Regions from separate parts of the Oryctolagus cuniculus genome. Here region 1 is linked to region 2. Evidence: chromatin contacts called from public Hi-C data. All regions are on one chromosome and are shown on one strand. The core of a region is the stretch at or near the end of the contact, and the rest is flanking DNA. Distances in the headings are between cores, read along the strand shown.

Region 1 (7,243 bases), core at 1,860-4,359, 120 kb before region 2:
AAACCTCAATTTTCTATGCCCTCTATAAGCCACAGACACATGTGGCCTTACCTTTGCTCTCTTACATCTGAAGTTCTTCTAGCCTACCAGTTCTTCAATTTCCTCCCAAATCAAGTAACAGTCTTTTTAGAGCAGGAAAGGCATGGATCAATGACAAATTAGTATGGAAAGGTGTTGCTTTTTTATGGTGACATAAATATGTCCAAATATGGACTAGAATATAAATTCTCAACAGTTTCAATGCAATGTTTTTGTTGAATCTGGCACAATAAAAGAGATGTAACTTGATTTAAATTGTCAATAAAACTTCTAAAATACAAAAAAGATAGCAGAAATATAAAGGCACACAAAAAAATTAGAATTTGTGGCTATAATGGTCACCTAAGTTTAAAAAACTTAGCCAATAAGCAGAGGACTCAGTAAGCACATTTAAATACTAAAACCAGATTAAATATATCATGTAACTTTCGATGAAAAGCAGGAAGAACCCCACCATGAAAGTTCCTCAGATTAAAAAGGCAGGTTCTGTTCCATGCCCTGGAGAGTTATTTATAAAACAGAATATGTGGCTATAAAAAATGTTTTTCAAAGTTAAAAATAAATGGCTTCTGTGCTATTCCAGTGATTTCAGATTACACAGCAGATAAGACTCAACTCCTAATGCTTTCTGGGTTCTGCATTAAAGGATCTAGCTGTGGTTCCTGTTAGAACGACAGCAAGCACATGGTGCTCTGCATGACTGTTGCCTGGAAGCACTCACTCTGCCCATGAGCACACAGAAGTTAAAGAACAGTGAACTGCATCTTGGAGAGTTGCTTCCAAGGTTCCAAACCTTGCCTTTGGGCCACAGACCAGGCATCTAAGTGATTCCAAGTGGGGTTATCATTATATTAATAGGTAGATGCAGGTGCCAGAAAGAGAATGTTGGTAAAATTAGAAGAGGATGCAGACAAAGGGTAGAAAAAAGGGCAACTTGAAAGGAGATAACAGTAAACAACCAACAATAGGGAATATTTAGCTGTACCCATTTTCTTAATTGCAAAATTTTTAATTATATAGAGCTCATAGTAAAGCATGCAGAAAGAGTGAATTCTTTTATAATTGAAAATAAATTTCACTACATGAGATGGAGAAACCAGTGAAGATTTTAATGAAATGCTAGCTTCAGGGGACAATGAGCACAGCACAGAATGGAGTTAGTCAAGGCTACAGTGAATGTGTTTTGAACACTCACAGATAATATCTGCCATTACTCTTCAGATCTTTATACCAATATTTGTAAAATGCTATTGGGGAAATCAGACTTGGATTCTAAAAAATAGGATTTCTATAATTATTAACTGAAAAGAAATGTGTCAACACACACACACACACACACGAAATCACCTTTCCCTAAAAGAAATAAATTTGAAGATTTCAGTATATTTATATTAAAAACATCCCAACCCCAAAGTCAGCATATACAATAATATGAAGTAGCATGTTAATCTGAGAATGTTAAGCCCCTGCTCTCAAATCATTCCTGAAAGGCAGAGTGACAGAGAGACAGACAGAGATATCTTCCACCTGCTGATTCACTCCCTAAATGCCTAAGCCATCTGGAACCAGGAGCTAAGAACTACACCAGAGTCTCCCACCTGGCGGCAGAGACCCAAATATTCCAGTCATCATCCTCTGCCTTCCAAGGTACCAGGAGGAAGCTGGATCGGAGGCTGAGCAAGCAGCCGGGACTGGAACCAGACACCTGGTTATGAGATAGGAGCACCTCAAGTAATGGCTTAACTCACTGCACTACAACATCCAATTTCCTAAGACAATAAACATTGTGTTGCCCATCAAGTGGACTGTCTTAATCTCTCCAAATTAACCAATTTGCCAGAGGACACGTCTGTTTTGTTCCAAGCTGTATTCCAGAAGCCTATGACAGGTTAATGCACAGGGTGTTCAATTAATATGGAATGGCAAGGTAGAGAAATGAATGAGTGAACGAACAAACCAACTACTCCAATCTTTTGCCCCTGACCCCCACTTAAGCACTCCCAAATTCTTTGGCATTTTCTATTTTAGATTTGTAAAAACTGTTATGATTTATACTTATTAAAAAAAAAAAAGAAAGAAAAGAAAACCAACCTTTCTGCCCTAAGAGGAGTTATTCAGCAGTGGAAACCTTTTGGTTGAATCAATGGTCTGGAACTTCAACTACTAATACCCTACTGGTCAAATCAATTACTCATTTTTTTTCCTGAGACTCTCCAAGGAGATGCTGCATTGCTATGGTGACAAATACCTTTCTAATTTAGTCACAAGGATCAGAATGGTCACTCATTTTAGTCATTTCCATGGTATTACATTTAAAAGAAAAAAGATATCACACACACACATACACACTTATTTAAAAGGAAACAAAGTGCCATAGAAATATTTTCACCATGAGAAAAGGCTTCAGGCTACATATCATCCCAAAGGTCTGTTTTACAGAAGTGGAAAAAAAAAAAAATCAGACGACTTTAAAAATAAATTAAAGGTTTAAATGTTAAGCCAATATACAGGTTAGTGTTTTAATCCACATCTGTCCCAGGCAGGCAGTAGTAATTTGAAATTGCACATAATGCTCAGATAAACTCGTCACGTGGGTTTCTTAGTGAAAACGGTGTTAGAGCAGCACTCTGCGCTGCCCACGCTGCCTGTCTCACCTCCACAGACCACCGTGCCCCTTGCACGCACTCCGAGCTCTCACGGGGCTGTCAGCTGCCACATTTAACTATTTACTAATGAGAGACTGTTCCAAAGAGAGACTGAAGAGGGGGGGGTGGAAAAAAACCTATACTTAGAAAAACACAGGTTGCAGCAGTAATAAAAATGTGTTCATGAAAAAGGAAAGTGCTTTGAAACCAGAAAAAACAGTAGACAGTAAGCTGGCTTCCTACCAGTACTGTCTTGGTGGTAATTACCAAATTGTACTCATTAGCTAATTTGGGGAAACGGAGCACACACGCACTCAAAGCACAAAGAGCCAGGCGATAAATCTGCAACCAAGGTGCCGGCGCCGCCCTCGCATGGCCCGCGCCCTGCATGCGCAGGCGCAGAGGGGTGACGTCACCCTCTCAGGTCGGCGCTTTGATGCAGCCCGCAGGATTCTGCTCAACGCTTGGGAGCGGCAGCACCCGGCTGCTCCGGGTTCGCACTGTGAAGCTCTTCAGTTGTGCAAGCATGGAGACGAGGGATGCGTGGGAAGGAAGAACTTTAGCCTTGATCTTCTACAAACATGATAAAGGGAGGAGTGATGCAAGGTTATAGAGTCAAGGCTATAACTGTCATTTTTACTACTATGTGTTTTAAAAAATAAACATATTGCAATGCTTGTATTATTTTTATATAAATATATAACCATAACATGCACTTATAACACACATATAAAATGAATAAAGTACTTATATGAGGAATATACACATGTTCACCATCACACAAGAATATGGATAGGTTTCATGGCATAGCATTTTAACTTTTACTTATAACCTTTATGGCTATAATAACCTTCTGATGGATTAATTATTACTTCACATGATTTAAGAACCAACAGTCTTACTTTTAAGAAAGAAATGGTAGCATATGTTTGCAGGGCAGTAAAGGAATTTCAACTTAAAACAGCTTTGGCTTTTAATGTCTTATCAACAGAATACCAAGAACAAGCTAAAATAACCAAAAAGATTGTAACCAAAATGTTTTTAAGTTAATACATATCTATTAAAATAAATGTTTTTAAAATTTAAACCTTCATTAACTGTGAACTGCAAGTTAGTTAAAAAGCATAATAAACCAACAGAAGGGGATACTTCAATAATCAAAGTAGTGCTAATACAAAAGGAGACTACCTTGTTATAATCCCAAAAATCAAAGAGGAATCATGTATCATCTTTGCATCCCCAGGGACCAGCAGCTATTTACAGAGGAAAGTTAACCTCCTGTTTGTCTTGTGCCAGAATAAAGAACACATACACATTTGTCTGTTGGTGAAGCTCCCCAAGGCTGGGTATTCTGGGACCCTGATCACCCCCACCCTAGTCTACATACACATACACACAGGCACATGCATTTATGTGCATATACAGGGTTCTGTGATGCTGACCTACTACAAAGACCTGTTCTGCATAAGAAGTCTCTCAGGAAACTGTTTAGAAATTTAGTTTTAATCAGATGAATGAGTGATACAGCTGACATAATTTGATCATTGTAGCCAAATGATGTCATAATCTAGCAAATCAATAAAGGTTGACTAACCTAAAAATCCTGTTAAATCACAATACCAAACATTTCAAATATTTTCACACCTTTAACCTCTGTGAAATCAGAAAAGAAAAAAATTCGTGGCTACATTCATTTTTATAAAACTACAGGGCACAATCATATTCTGTAAAAGGTTCTGGAAAATAAAGTTATTAATTCTACTTTTCCTTTACATAGTATCATTTTTGGTTATTATGTAAGGAATAGGGGGGTAGATAAGCTGTCAACTTCAGAGGAAGGTTAAAAACTGCACTCAGAGAACATGGATTAGCCCCGCAAGGGGCAGGAGTGTCATGGAGAGCCCTTGTAGAACTCAGTCTGTGTGGTAAAGCAACATCCTGGGGGGTCAGCTATGTGGTATGCACAGCCACTGGGTCTCAAAAACAAGGGCCAGGGGTGTAAGAATAGACAATGTTCTGACAGGTGAAGGATTGTGCAGTGTGGAAGAGAGAGATGTCCATAGCAGGCCAAGGGCAGAAGAGAAGCCAAACAGCTTCAGCAGAAGCAGAGAGAAAAACACAGAAGAACAGAGAAGGTAATGGAGACTGGGTTATTCCTGCCTCCTGACAGGCAGGAAACCTTGCATCACCAGAACAAAGAGCACTGAGAAGAGGGCCCTGCATGCCTATGGGGCAGCCATGCTCCTCTGAGGTTTTTTTTTTTTTTTTTTTTTTTTTTTAAATAAACCTCTGGGTTTCTTTCTCTCAGATTTATTTATTTATTTGAAGGGCAGAGTTACAGAGGCAGAGGCAGAGGCGGAGAGGGAGGGGGGAGAGGGGTAGAGGGGGAGAGGGGGAGAGGGGGAGAGGGGGAGAGGGAGAGAATTTTATCCAATGGTTCACTCCAGTGGCAGGAGCTGGGCTGATCTGAAGCTGGCTGGAGCTTCTTCCAGGTCTCCCACGTGGGTGCAGGGGCCCAAGGACTTGGAACATCTCCTACTGCTTTCCCAGGCCATAGCAGAGAGCCGGATTGGAAGTGGAGCAGCCAGGACTCGAACCGGCACCCATATGGAATGCCTGCACTGCAGGCAGCAGCCCACTACGCAGTGTTGGCCCTGCTCCTCTGAGTTTCTAACCCTCATTTCTAAACCCCAAATCTTCTCCCTACTGTGTGGGTACCAGAGCAGTACCTGCCTGGCAAACCATCCACTCCAGTCCAAACCCAGAATCCACACTTCTGCCCTTCACCCTCTCACAACCTGCACTCCATGGACTTCATGGTTCAACTTCCTACCCCACACTACCCCAGCCAGCATCTCTCTCATGTGGACTGTTCCTGCCATTTCTTAACTGGTGTTCAGGATTCCCTCTAATCCATTCTGCCACTGTCCCCAGAAAGATCTTTCTAAAACAAGCATCTCATCATTTCACTCCTGCAAAAGTTGTCAGTGGCTTCTCAGTAACCTCAAATAAATAAAGTCCAAACTCCCTGATCTGACACAGTAACCTTCAGAATGCAATCTCTGCAGCCTCACAAACTCGCCAGAGCGCTCGCTCATTCTTTCAATCTCTCTCTCTCTCACACACACACTCCCTTCAACATGTGCTGCTCCTCCACTTGCCTAAAACACCCTCTTCCCTCCCCATCCCCAACACAACTCCTACATACTTCCTCACCTTCCTGAGTCCCCCACTGCTAGATCACATACCCGGAATTCTGTATTTCCACAATCCCAAACCTTACCACACTGTACAGTAATTATCCAAATACTTGTCATGTCCCCATGAGCAGGGACTGCTTTGTGTCCTGTGTGTGGTTCCAAGTCAGTGAGCTGCAGATTGCCACAATGCAGAGCAAGAACTCAACACCCAGATGCTCAGACCTGGAGACACACAATGCAACTGGGGTGGGGGGGTGGTATTTATAGGCAGACAGAGACACAGGAGGTAAGAGGGGTGGGAGGGGCAGGTGTGCTGGTTCACTCTCCAAATGTTCACAAGGGCCAGACTGCACTGCAGTCTAAGCCAGGAGCCAAGAACTCAATGCATTCCCACATGGATGGCAAGAGCTCAAATACTTGAGACTTCACCACTGCCTCTCAGAGTCTACGTTAGCAGGAAGCTGAAGTCAGAGTCAAGTACTGAACCCAGGTACTTCAATATGGGACATGGGCATCTGTCCCACACAATAAATTTTAAATGATCATCCACAATGTGGAGCTCTGAGCTCACAGTATCCATCTAGCAGGAAGTTAGCAACAGGTGCCAAAGCAGACAACTAACCACACAAACTCCTTCGAGCGAATGAAGTGACTAAATCCTTTCTCTGTCTAGTATAACTAGTAACCAACTACTACACAGAATAATGTTTACATGTTCTCATTATATATTATATATTATATGTAACATATATAATATACGTGACATATATAATATACAAAAGTTTCACCTTAAGGTTTTACAATGTAATTGAAAAGAGGAAAAGGAAGGAGGGAAAACACACAAATTTCTCTGCTGGAAAGGGCAGCATCCTAATAACTTCAGGGAAAAGTTTCTAAATATGCCTCACAGCATTGCCCTTTTGTAATCAGTAGTGTTTTCAGCTAAGAATGGAAGGTTACATCAAAGTATGTTAATTATGATATTTTATAAACAGACCAGGCATGTCAGAACCAGCAAAGTAGCTCAGGTCCACACAACATAAAACTGAATATCTTCCTTTCGTTCTTTGGGCAGGTCTGCTCATAATGGTGTCTCAAGTCCCTTGGCACCAGAAGGGACTTGTACAAGTACAACCTGAGGCAGTCTACTGAACACTCATATGACTGTGTTTCTTGATATATCAACTGAACACAAGTTAAGCCTCTGTGTCACATGTCACAGTGACACCTTGTATAACTTTACCTACAAAATCTTGGTGCTGATCAGGAGTAAGAAAAGCCTAGAACACACACAAAGAAGGAGGGCTGGGCCAAAGTTTTGTAACTAGTGTATGAGTGTCCAGACTGAACCAAGATTTG
Region 2 (7,021 bases), core at 4,252-6,751:
CAGCACTGACCTCATTTAAATCCTGGGTTAGTTATTTAAAGAGTTAAAATAGCCTCATACAAATCTCCATTTGAGTCCCAGATTGCTAAGCTGCAAAAAGGAAAATACAATATCCTACATCAGTCAAGACAGTTTACAATGATTACTTTCCTATTATTCTTTGGTTTTTTGAATGTCACTTACAGGAGTTGTTTGAGAAATCTGGCTTTTCTCTAAAACTGAGTGTGACTGTACCACCTAAGAAGGAGAAGCCTACATTCACCAACAAACCACATTTTCTCCAGCCTCCCTTTTCAAAATACCAAAGGTAATGAAGACACACCTCACAGCCATTATTATTGGTATTCACAATGTCCAGAGCCGCCAGGTCCCGACTGCAACAGATACAGATAGCATGGTGAGCTTGGGGGCCCACGCCTAAGTCGTATGGAAACACAAACAGCAAGAAAAGCTCCCCTTGCACTCCAGGTGGAAAGCCTCACATCAACACATAGGAAGGTCCCAAGCCGCTCCCTCACCAAGCAACAGACTCCATGTTCTTCAACATTGCTTGGAAAGAGAGGGGCTTGTGGCCACGAGTCCAGAACGAGATTTAATGACGAAAGAAACCCAGCATGGCAGATCATGGCTCCGGAACAAGCATAAACCTTTATTCTCCACATTCATTTAACGCCAACCTAACGCATGCCAGGCAGGTTAAAAATAATGCATTTATGTAAGCACCCCTCCCCCCACATGGCTGCAAGGTTAAATAGGGAGCTCTGAAAGAACGATTTATTGCCACAAGAACAGGGCCCCAAAATAGATTGGCAATAAAAGTGATTGGTCCCAGTGGGGCTGAGAACTAATGTAAGCAACATCCTGGCCATGAGAGTCATCTGAGAAAGAGCATCCAGGGCAAGCTTCCTGGCCCTGACCCCACCTCTACCTGGGTCCCATTCCAGGGGTGGGGTGGGGGGGTGAGGATGGGGGGGTAAGTAATGGAACCTCCCTAGAAATCTGATTCCTCATCCATAAAACTGAGAAAACTGGACTAGCTCATTTCTGTGATTCTCCCTTTTTTCTCCTTTGGCTTTGAAAACTAGAAATTTACTTTCTCTTTTCCAGTGCTGAGCTCTGTACAAAGGAGAAAAGTGAAGTCTAAAATTCACTAACACTTGCAGAAAAAATCTCTTAGCTGCCCTTTAACACACAGTCACACACATTTCAATTCCAGCCACTTGAACACAAATTGGCCTGCCTGCTATGCTCCAGGTCTGTATATGGGTGTTCAGGATCATCGAAATGAATAGGGAGCTTCTGTGCAGAGGTCCTGGGGGAAAATGAGACAACAGCATACAGGGTGAGACCTTGAGCAAGGTGGACACCGCAGAGCCCTCAGAAGGGCAGCCATGGCTCCGGAGCCCTAACCTATTCAAAGAAAAGTGGGGAGGCCGGCGCCGCGGCTCACTAGGCTAATCCTCCGCCTAGCGGCGCCGGCACACCAGGTTCTAGTCCCGGTCGGGGCGCCGGATTCTGTCCCGGTTGCCCCTCTTCCAGGCCAGCCCTCTGCTGTGGCCAGGGAGTGCAGTGGAGGATGGCCCAGGTGCTTGGGCCCTGCACCCCATGGGAGACCAGGAAAAGCACCTGGCTCCTGGCTCCTGCCATCGGATCAGCGCGGTGCGCCGGCCGCAGTGCGCCGGCCGCGGCGGCCATTGGAGGGTGAACCAACGGCAAAGGAAGACCTTTCTCTCTGTCTCTCTCTCTCTCACTGTCCACTCTGCCTGTCAAAAAAAAAAAAAAAAGAAAAGTGGGGAATAAAGTGCAGAGTGAAAGGGAAGTATTCCCCAGTACCATCTACCTTCTTGACCCCTCTCCAGGGAAGGTGTTCAGTCCCCAGCGACCAACTCCAAACCTTGGCAAGGGGCAGTGCCTCTCCTTGAACACCTGCAGTAATGGAGAAATCCACAGCAGCTCATTCTACTTCTGAACTGCTGTAATTGCTAAAAAGTTTTAACAAGCCAAATTTTTTTTTCCTTTCATTCAACCATGGGTACCAGTTTTCAACCTGTGGCTATGAACATAAAGTTGATTACAGAAGCCATGAGAAGGATAACAAGAAGAAAATAAGACAGACAAGCAAACATGGTGTCAGAGCTGAGAAGAGAAAGAAAACCATCAAAAAGCCTTTGTCTATGTCATCTTAGTTTAAAAACACTCCGGAAAAATGTTTACACCCTGATCAAAGAGAACCTATTTTCCACATTTCCACATCTTAGAAAAGACTGTAGGACAGATTTGGTTGCTTCATTCTCCTCAGCCATCACATTCAATCTAAAGTGCCCAGGAGGGTCCCTTTGGTTGCTTCCCTCACAGATGAACTCCCCACCCAGGGTCCCCCTGATTGATTGGTCCTGACTGTGCAAACCCCTCCCCACCACACCCCACCAAGGGAAAAGCCCCTCTCCACCCTCTGCTAGATACCACTGGCCTAGATGCTAGAAGCAAGATCTAGGACAGGAATTCAGAGCAGTGGAAAAAAAATTAAGATATATTTGAAAGAGTGACAGAGAGAGCAGAGGCAGAGTGAGAACTTCCATCCACTTGTTCGCTCCCCAAATACCCTCCAACAGTTGCACCTGGACCAGGCCAAACTCAGGAGCCAGGAAAGCCAAATGGGTATCCCAGGTGGGTGTCAGGAACCCAAGTACTTGAGCCATCAGCACTTCTTTCCCAGGTCCATCAGCAAGAAGCTGGATCAAAAGTGCAGGGTGGCTGGGCCTCGATCAGCACTCTGACAGGGGATGCAGGTGTCTGGGCAGTGGTTGAACCCTCTGTGCCCCAAGCCCATCCCAGGAGAAGCACTTTTAAAAGAGATTCCATTCTATCCCTGGGATGGGCCGCTGCAACTGATCCTACCAAAAACCTGGCTGCCCCACTCCTGGTTCCAAATCAAACAACTAAAGGGGAAGTCTGTGAAGTCAGCACCAAGCCAGGGAGCAGCATTACCTGGTTCTGCCTCAAACTGAACGCTAACAGGAGCCTGGGCGGACAGGTACAGCCAGGCCTAGGCAAAGAAAGAGCAAATGCTAACCCCTCAAGAGCCGCTAGACAGGGAACAAGTTTTCTGTGCCAGTCCAGTTCGACCTGATGTCTTCTGGGGCGCTTGGCAGAAAAGGAAGCAAATTCTGTAGTATGCATAATAGAGCTGGAATAAAATCGGTAAAATCGGTCTCACGAGCACCAAAAATTCCATTCCCGGGGCACAACAGCCTTTCTGACAGAGTGGAGTTCAATTCTGCACGGATTCTATTATTCTGTGACAGGTGGTAGAGACAGAAAGGAGACAGGCTAGACTTTAGCTTCAGGGCATGAAGGAAATACGTCCCAGTTCTGCTATAAGAGGTAAGACGGGGTTGCCTTACCAGGCTGGTCGCACACACGCAAAAAGAGGCTTTCCTTCCAAGGAGCCCAGGGTGTCCTAAACCTTTGCTTTCTGCGGGGACCTCTCCGGAGGAGCACTGGTAAGTCTATTAACCCTGAACTGACACTGCAGAGCCAAGAGTGTCACTCCTAGGCACAACCAACCTGTTAAAACTGAGTCGAAAATAACCCCGCCTGGCAGACCCAGAAGACAGGGCAGCCAGCGCTGAACTAGGTTTCACCCGCACAGCAACTTCTGCCTCCGACACTGCCCTCCCCTGCGGCTGCTCCTCGCCACCCCGGGTGCCGAGAGGTTCTCCCCAGATCTTAAGCTCTGGTTCTGAAAGAAGCCACGGAGAAAGAAACGCGAGCCGCCGACCTCCCCCGCGCCTCCCGGCTCCTCGGGATCCCCGACCCGGCCGCGCTTACGGGGACCAAGGTCAGCACCCCGCACCGCCCGGTACCGACCTGGCGCGCCCTCCTCTGCTCTCCAGCGCCGGCTCTGCATCCTCCCCGCCCCGCCGGAGACTGCGCTCCGGGCCGCGGACAGCTCGGCCGCCTCCCGCCGCTCGGCAAACGCCCGCACGCGCGAGCAGACGGGGCTGGGCGCGGGGGCGCGGGGCCGCGGGCCCCGCTCGCGCGGGATCTGCGCTGGGCTGGAGGCGGCGCCGCCGCCGGGATCCCGGGGACGCCCTGTCACGCCCCCTGCGCCGCACACCCACGCCCCTCCCGCAGCCGGTCACGGCGCTCGCCTCTCCCGCGGCCACCCCTCCTCGCCTGGGCGGACCCGGGGCCACCCACGCAGGGCCGCGCGAGCCTCGGCCCCCGAAGCCCCACATGCCTCTCCCGGGCCGCCCCCGAGACAATGGCTCACCAAGCCCCCTGACGCCCTCCCTAGGTGACGGGGTACCACGGCTGCCCCATTTCACAGAAGGGTAGATTGAGGCCGGGGATGACAGGCTCAAGGACCGAGCACGAGAACCCGGTTGAATTCGCCAGACACACGCACAGAGGAGCGCCGGTTTCCCGGACCCGGAGTGACCCTGACCGGGTCTGCTCGGCCCCAGGGCAGGGGCCTCCGCCCACGCCGTCCACGCCGCCGTCTCCCTGGCCCTCCCGCAAAAAGAGACAAAGAGCCGGCGCCCCAGCTCGCGGAGCTGCCGCCGCCGCCGGCAGAAAAGGGGGGATTTAACCCAGGACCTGGGGAGGGAGCGAGGAAAGCGAGCCCGCGAGCGGGGCGGCGTGGGCAGCGAGCAGGACGCCGGGCGGGTCGGATCTGGAGTCCCGGCGCGAAGGTGCAGTGCCGGGCGGGAGCGCGCGGGGCCCGGAGGGCGGGCAGGCACCGGGTGCGCCCGGGGCCGCCTACCGCGCTGGGCAGCGCCGCCAGGGCAGGCGGCCGGCCGCGGTAACACTCACCGGATCGGAAGAAGGCCGCGATGTCGGCCAGGTCCTTGGCCGCCTCCTCAGCCCCCTCGCCGGCGCCGCCCCCGCAGCCCGAGCCGGCCGCGCTGGCCGCCGCGGCGGGGCCAGAGGACGCGGCGGGGGCGGCGGCACCGCCGCTGCTGCCGCTCATGGCTGCGGCAGCGCCCGCGGCAGCGCCCGCGGCCGCGCCCGCCTCAGGCCCCGCGCCCCTAGCGCCGAGCGCCGCCCGTTCCGCGCCGGATCTGGCGGCGCCGAGCGCCCAGCTGCCCGCGCCCGGCGCGCGGACGCAGAGCCCCGGGGCGGCGGCGGGCGGCGGCGGCGACGGCTCGGCCCGAGGAGCGCGCCCACATAGACGAGGACTCCACCCGGGAGTCGCGAGCCGACCGCGCGGCGGGGGCGCGGAGCCACGGCCTCGGCGGCGCCGGCCGGAGCGCGGGCAGCAGCGCGCGCCGCGCCGGACACGCAGTCGCGAGGCGGGGGGCCCGTGGCCGGCGGGAGCTCCGGGATCACGGACGCCGGCGGCAGCCACGAGCCTCCATCTTGATTTCAAATGGGGAAGGAAGGAGGGGGAGGGGGTAAATCACGGCTGAGGGAACCCGGGTGAAAGGAAAAGGGAGAGCAGGGAAAGGAGAGGAAGGAAAAAAAGAGGGGCTTCGGGAATTTCCGGCGAGCCTCGTCAGGGGCCGAGCATGGGTTCGGCGGGTGGGCGGGGCCTGCTGGAGGGGCGGGGCCGGCGGGCAGCCGCGGAGTGCGCAGCCTGGCGGTGCTGTCAGCCGGGCAGCTCCGGGCCGGAAAGCGGCCGGAGAGCTCTGACTGGCCGTTCTCGCATGGCGCCCCAGTTGGGCGCGAGCGCCGGGGCCATTCCCTTCTCGATGGCGTGCCCGCGGGTGACTGGCCCGGACAGCGCTGAGGGGACCAGCTCCGGCGCCGCGCGGGCACTGGCTCCGCAATAGTCGCCGAGGTAGCCGAGGGGTCGTCGACGTGGGCGATCTGTCCAGTCCCCTCGGCAGTCAAACGAGACTCCTCTCGGACTTCCAACTCCCCAGTCCTGACCCCGCCACATGTGTGAGGGGAAAGGATGGGGACCGTAACGAAAACCCAGGTCAGACCAGTCCTTGCTCTAACGTGCAGGTGCAAGGCGCCTGTGCCCTGGCGACGGCCGAGTGCCGGAGGGGGGAGGGGTCAGAGGTTAAAGAGCAAACGCAGAGGAACCGGAGATGTAGAAGAAAATATGTGTAGCCTGGATGCGAACAATTAAATAAGAGGTTGGTGGACGGTCGCCGGCACGCCTGTCACTGTTGAGTGGCAGGTTACAGAGGAGCAAGGGGAGGAGGCTAGAGCCAGCCACGTGGTACTACTGGATGAGAGGTGAAGACATTATACCAGCTCCCGTCTGGCTTAGCCACTTGCAGGTGGGTACTTGAGCAGATTTATGGGGGTGGGTGTGGGTGTGTGTGTGTGTCGACGCAGGGCAGAACAAATACATCCGTCTCCTTGCTGTGTCAGCCAGTACACTGTAGAAGCAGCCCGGGTGGCGGCAAACGTGCCCAGCGCTCGCATGTTTTAAATACCATTCTCCAATAAAAGAAATCAGGGCTTCTTGGGGAAATGGCTGATTCTAGGACTGGGACCGGAAAGATTTAATCAGAAGCTAAAGCATCCTGTGGTGCCAGAAGATAAGGAAGTGCCTCTCCCCCACCCCCACTTTTTTTTTTTAAAGCAACAATAGGACCTGCATTGTGGCCCGGCAGGGACCATTCATGCCATATGAATGCTGGTTGGAGTCCCGGCTATTCCGCTTCCGATCTAACTCCCTGCTAATGCTCCAGGAAAAGCTGCAGAAGACGGCCCAAGTACTTGGACCCCTGCCAGCCACAGATCAGAATGGAGTTCTTGGCTCCTGGTTTCTATCTGACCTATCCCAGCCTTTGCAACCATTTGGGGATTGACCAAGTAGATGTAAGATCTTTCTCTCTCAGTCTCCCCCTCTCTCTGTAACTCTGCCTTTCAAATAAAATAAGCCCTTTAAAAAATAATTTTAAAAAACAATCACAACCATGATGAGAGTGTGTCAAAGGCATACAGGAGGGCCGGCGCCGCGGCTCACTAGGCTAATCCTCCGCCTAGCGGCGCCGGCACACCGGGTTCTAGTCCCGGTCGGGGCGCCGGATTCTGTCCCGGTTGCCCCTCTTCCAGG

Evidence for each region. A called contact is a pair of places that touch in the nucleus more often than the background predicts.
Region 1: a Hi-C map of an unstated tissue shows a contact between it and region 2, with 2.8 times the contacts expected there. The contact joins the enhancer-like site here to the promoter of TRIO in region 2. A contact is called at or near these places in 3 of 6 Hi-C or Micro-C datasets (ear pinna, psoas muscle and an unstated tissue).

What each region holds. Positions count from the first base shown.
Region 1 is chr14:43,385,052-43,392,294 of mOryCun1.1, reverse strand. All of the region lies in intron 1 of TRIO (trio Rho guanine nucleotide exchange factor), which reads right to left. Among named protein-coding and RNA genes, the nearest start is that of TRIO, 120 kb to the right of the region's middle. Within about 2 kb of position 3,109, at least 2 of the 8 cell types and tissues checked have an H3K27ac peak or open chromatin away from gene starts, as enhancers often do.
Region 2 is chr14:43,266,341-43,273,361 of mOryCun1.1, reverse strand. It overlaps TRIO (trio Rho guanine nucleotide exchange factor), which reads right to left and starts at 5,501. Exons shown (of 56, transcript XM_070056597.1): 1 at 4,819-5,501. The coding sequence starts at 4,975.